2 separate regions of the Hordeum vulgare genome follow, and region 1 is linked to region 2. A link is a contact called in public Hi-C data. All regions are on one chromosome and are shown on one strand. The core of a region is the stretch at or near the end of the contact, and the rest is flanking DNA. Distances in the headings are between cores, read along the strand shown.

Region 1 (3,035 bases), core at 48-2,547, 580 kb before region 2:
GATAACCTGCTGAAGGCCTTCAGCATGTCTGGACGAGTCAACAGCCTTGCAAGCAGCAACCCTGACATCCTTCTCATCGGACCAGAGTTGGAGAGATAATCCTTACAGATGTCCAATATCCTTGTCACAAGCGGAACAACCTCAGACCCAGGCACGTCAGCAGTGGCAGCAATGCTCGTGTCAACGGAGGAGATATCGAACGGAATTAATATCAGTATATAAAGCCACAACAGAACGACACACTTCGTCTCCATTTCTCCTGTGCTCTCTTGCCTAAGAGCTGTCGCTGAGCTCATTGTATGGCACTTCTCAAGGAGAGCAACTGCAAGCTCTAGATCAGAAACCTGATGAGGGAAGAATTTGATGACGCTCTTATACCCACAGACTGTAACCAGGGTGTAGATGATAATACACAGAGGCTTGATGATTTCAAGGAGCTCATCTGTGGCAGCACCAAGTTCCATTATCTTTGATCGAACCAAGGACATAAGTGGTGAGATGATGTCTTCTAGGTATGGCTCGAGAAGTTGACCTTCTTCTTGATATTTGTCCATCTATTTCCCAACAAAAACCATGGCATTAATTTGTATCAAGCTTTTAAGCATGAAGGGTTTGGCATAAATTGCACTAGTTCACAGATTGACAAAACCAATCAATTCCCAGTGCAAATTTGATAGCTAGTCCACTAAACAGCTTAAACAGCACCCTACACTATGGAGCGTTCATCGAGTGTTCACTGAAAAAAAAAGGCATTCAAACAAGGGTTTGCCATTTCCCAAGAGCACGGGGCTTGAAAATTTACATGACCTCTTCAGATTTTGTGTGTGCAATTAACAATCAACGCTGAAACAGATTAAGCTCTTCCGTGACCAGACAAGCAGAATCCAGCATTTTCTTACAGGGCTAGGCATTATTCTCGTAGGGATCTATGGTTCAGCGACAGGTAACATCCGGAGAAGGGGTGGGGGAGAGAGCTTACGATGGAGCGGATCCTGTGGACGTCGGCGGGTTCCGCGACGCCGCCAGCGGCGACGATGCGGCGGAGGATGGCGGAGACCAGCTCCCATTCCTGGAGAAAGTACCGCCGCAGGACGACCTCCTTGGAGTCGTGCACGTCGTCGCAGACAGCGGCGGCGGCAGTAGGACCACTCGAGGCATCCCCAGCGCCAGTGCCTGCGGACTGGTCAGGTGTGACAGGCATGGAGACAGTCTCTGTGGGAATGGCGGCGGCGGAGTGGACAGGTGGCTGCGACTTGCGAGTGTGCCGGAGACTGCGCCGTCGTGTTTGTGCGTGTCTCTGATCGCCTGACGCTTAATAGCACCACAGGCGTATTCCCTTTCTTTACGCATCTGTGACTAGGAGGCGTATTTTCTGTCTACAAGACTCTCGCACGCAGGAAGGCGCCTCCTGCCTGGACAGACCTCTCCTTCCTTCCCCGCGAGCACCGTCGCCGTCGTCGTCCATCCCGATGCAGCAGCGGCGCGGCCGGCCGTCCGGCACGGATGGCTCCGACTTCTCCTACCGCATGGTCGTCGACTCCCGTAAGCATCCAGCGCACCAAAACCCCAAACCCGAGCTACCTTCTTGTTCGCTTCGGCAGGCCTAATCCAGCCCCAAAACATCCGCGATTCTCGCGCGCCATTGCAGGGTACCAGAGGGTCGCCGACGGCAGATCCCGCCTCGCCCGGCTCATCCTCGTGCAGGTACGGACCGGCGCGCTGGCTCACCATTCTTGTCATCGCTGATCTGACAAGTGCTCGTCGTGGTTTGCTTTCTGTAGATGCTGCACCAAGTCGCTGGGGGCGCGTCGCTGCTGCTGTCGCTGTCGAAGGGGGCGGAGATAAACAAGTTCGCCGTGCTGTCCGTGGCCGCCGGGCTGCTGGCCATTCTGTTGGGGGAATTTGGTGATGAGTCCATTACAACTGTTCTGAGCTTTTGTTTCCAGATTCCCTGTCTTCTGACCAGAACATTGGATCTCAATCTGGTCTTAGTAGCAAAATCGCCATGAGATCCTACAAGCCTTTACTAGTTTCAGTAGATGAAATGACTGCATAGTTCAGTGGAAGTCTGAAAAACTATATAAATTGGTATTACTGAGCTAAAATGGGGAGCTTAAAACTATGAGTTGAAATTATATAATTGGTGTCACTGAGCTAAAAAGTCTATAGACAATCCAGAGAAAGCATTGCCAAGTCGCCGACGATGGTCACAGGTCACTCCTTGTGTGGGACTAGCGAAACTAGGAGACTTCAGTACTTCGATTATTCTCGTGGTTATCTTAACTCATGAGCTTCGTTAGAGCCTTCATGTTGTATATTGATTGGCATCCATAGCACGAAACCTTTCCTAGTAAGTTGTAGATAGTACTACTCCCACAGTTCCACTTGAGCGCTTCAAAAACAATCATGTTAGGATAAACAAGTATGACTGTTTACAGCACACGTTATTATGGGCCTTCCATACTGACAAGCAAATTGCAGCACTGTATGAGCTTCTGATCCTTGCCCCAACCGTCTCTCGACATATTGGATAAATGATCAAGGGGTTGTAGGTATCCAAAGTTTGAGGCAGCGTGGTGCTGTGCATATAGCTCCCGCTTGCGCAGGGTCCGAGTCTGACCACTTTGGGTCTTTTGTACGCAGTCTTTCCCTGCATTTCTGCAAGAGGCTGTTTCCAGGACTCGAACCCGTGACCTCATGGTCACAAGGCAAGGGGCAGCTCGGTGCATATAGCTCCCGCTTGCGCAGGGTCTGGGGAAGGGTCCAACCACTTTTGGTCTTTTGCACGCAGCCTTTCCCTGCATTTCTGCAAGAGGCTGTTTCCAGGGCTCGAACCTGTGACCTCATGGTCACAAGGCAGGGGGCAGCCCGGTGCATATAGCTCCCGCTTGCGCAGGGTCCGGGGAAGGGTCCAACCACTTTGGGTCTTTTGTACGCAGCCTTTCCCTGCATTTCTGCAAGAGGCTGTTTCCAGGACTCGAACCCGTGATCTCATGGTCACAAGGCAAGGGGCAGCCCAGTGCATATAGCTCTCG
Region 2 (2,710 bases), core at 18-2,517:
GAGTTCTATTAACTCGTTCAGTATGTATAACAGCAGGGGCTGTGAGCGTAACAATGATATTAATGTCCTCATCAATAGCACTCTCGTGACATTATGATTTTTTCCGCTTGATTGCATCTTAGCTTTAATCTATGTATCTTTAGAATTTTGTTTATAGACATGTCAATTATTCCCAAGACTCGTATGATCATCAAGTCAGCGATTGCAACCCAAACGGAAGTCTATTTTGGCCAAAATTTTGGACATTACAGTTGCTACAATTGAAACTCTTACTCCCTCCTTTCTGATTTATAGGGCTCATCTTAAAATTTTTAGATTTTTATTATATTAGGCTTATTTTGAGTCTAATAGAGTTAAAATGCTTTGAATCCCACGCCATATTTAATGCATAGAGTTTAGAGAAAGGAAATGAGTGGCTATGCATGCATCGTTTTCTATATCCATCATGCAAGTCCAATAAGAAGGATGATGCTACATTTATTGCCTCGAAAATTGAATATGTGAGCTGATTTGCTATATACTACATCAGCCGTGTATTGCATGCATGCAATTTTTCTCATTGAGCTGATTTGCTACTCACCACAAAAGTATTGGAAAGGTGAATGGATGTGGATGTTTGGAAAGAGGATTTAATACAGAATTTATTGTTAAGTTTCAATGGGAGATAAGTGCATGGTGATTGGCTTCTTGGACTGTTGAAAATTTTCCTTTCGATCAATCTCCTCACACCTTGGTTGCGCTAACCTTTCTTAGATGCACAATACACCTGGACGGAGCGAGTACAAATTATTCGCCATTTAACATTGGCCTACAATTATATCTCTTAAATCTGGTACTCCATCTTTAAATGTACTTGAACTTATGGCAATCTCACATTTCTTTCTCAAAGTCGTACCTTGTAACCTTTTGAAATTTGATCGGGAGACATTTTACGAACGAACGAACATCCAAACGCGCACAAAACCGCACGGCGTGCCAACAACAAACTGAGCTGCATGTGAGCTATCATGTGCCTTGTCTAAAGAAAAAGGTTCGTGCTAATATAGTATTAGCACCAAATGACAAGGGGAGCAGGAGTGTGGGTTAACCTCGAGGAGACAGGACGGATAGAGCCGATATCCGAGCCGGACCGATCCGCGGAAGCAGGGGCGGACAGTGAGCGAGTGAGCTCCTCCGTGTCGACGTCCCATGGGCATTCTGGTCATTCGGCATTTCGGCCAACGGCATGGATCCTATAAATGGGCACCCACCCCTCCCCAACCCCTCTTTGTCCGGGCCGTTGCTATTGACTCCACGAGAGGTTCCCGTTCCCTGGCGGAGAGAGAGAGAGAGGGAGAGGGAGAGGAAGGAGAGACCGAAGGCCGCCCGTGTTCTTACCCCGTCTCCTCTTCCGCCTTCGGCCTTTACTGGTACGTGCCCTCGCCTCTACCCTCTATCATGCTGTTCTTCTGAGGTTTTCACCTCAGATTTTAGGGGTGTTTCGACGAGGAGGGAGGGGAGGCCGTGAGCGGTTGCTAGGAGGCGTTTGCATGCGGGTTTTGTCGACCCGAATCGCTAATTGGAGTGTAGATTTTGGCGCTGTGGTGCCGCTGTTCGTGATTTTGGTGCGAATTTATCGCGGGTGGTGCGGTAGGTGGGGGTTTCACCGTTTAGATCTGGTAAAATTGTGAACCTGGGAAGGGGCAGGCAGGTGTTTGGTTTACCTGCAGGATTATGAGGGGTAGGTGCTGACTTGTGAATTAGGTTTTGTTTGTACCTGAGAATTTTATATTAAAAAATTTTTTTTTTGGGGGGGGGGGCTTTTTGGATTCGTTTGTAGTTTGAGATGCCAGGTGGACTGTGCTATCCAAATGATTCAGTTAGGTTTGGTGTCGTGGGATTTTACTGGTCGTGGTCTGCCAAAGCGCCAACGGATTCGTATTGAATCCTGTCAGTAATGTTAGAATTCAGAAATCATAGGTGACCGAGATTTATCTGTAGAAATTTGTGGCGTAAGTATTGCAAATCTGTGATAAATCTCGCATGCTAATCTAGTGGCAATTTCGCGAGGTTGTGTCACTTTTAATAGATTTTTCTTGTGTCAGTGCAAAAGTCCGCTCAGATTTACTGTAATTTATTCTATGAACTGGCTCAGTAATAGCAGCAACAACTGTCACCGCGTTGGTCATATGCAAGTGCTTCAAAACAAAATTCTGAAGCAAATTCTTATTCTGGGTTGCAGAAACTCCCATCTCAGAAACCAAGAAAAGGGGGTCTGTGAAGAGGTGTCTTGCGGCAGAACAATGGAGGTACTTGGCAAATCTGTGATTGCTGAGCCCAGCAATGTGATTTTCTTGTCCACTATTCTTAACACAGAAGGGCAAGTCCCCAGTCACAAGTGTGACAAGAGGTGCCAGAATGAGCACATCTTTGGAAACATGTACCGCTGCAAACTGACTGGATTGACACACATCTGTGACAAAAACTGTAACCAGAGGATCCTCTATGACAACCACAACTCGCTCTGCCGAGTGAGTGGGCAGTTGTTCCCGCTCTCGCCACTGGAGCTGCAGGCTGTGAGGGGGATTCGGAGGAAGCATGAAGCTGACAGCCATGAAGGGTGCTCCTTTAAGCGCAGGCGTGGTGCACAGCTTCATCCTTCCCCTTTTGAGAGGTCCTACTCCGCCGTGTCTCCGATACCGAGCCAAGCTGGAGATGGCATGGACCTGAG

Evidence for each region. A called contact is a pair of places that touch in the nucleus more often than the background predicts.
Region 1: a Hi-C map of seedling shows a contact between it and region 2, with 6 times the contacts expected there. The contact joins the promoter of LOC123434543 here to the promoter of LOC123434491 in region 2. A contact is called at or near these places in 5 of 6 Hi-C or Micro-C datasets (leaf and seedling) and 1 of 1 datasets of contacts at active chromatin or transcription factors (embryo).

What each region holds. Positions count from the first base shown.
Region 1 is chr1H:334,249,948-334,252,982 of MorexV3_pseudomolecules_assembly, reverse strand. It overlaps LOC123434543 (tubulin-folding cofactor D), which reads right to left and starts at 1,297. Exons shown (of 17, transcript XM_045115518.1): 1 at 980-1,297; 2 at 7-554. The coding sequence starts at 1,201. LOC123434575 reads left to right here and starts at 1,388. Exons shown (of 6, transcript XM_045115520.1): 1 at 1,388-1,542; 2 at 1,649-1,704; 3 at 1,782-1,905. The coding sequence starts at 1,470.
Region 2 is chr1H:333,667,640-333,670,349 of MorexV3_pseudomolecules_assembly, reverse strand. LOC123434491 reads left to right here and starts at 1,267. Exons shown (of 2, transcript XM_045115515.1): 1 at 1,267-1,409; 2 at 2,222-2,710. The coding sequence starts at 2,283.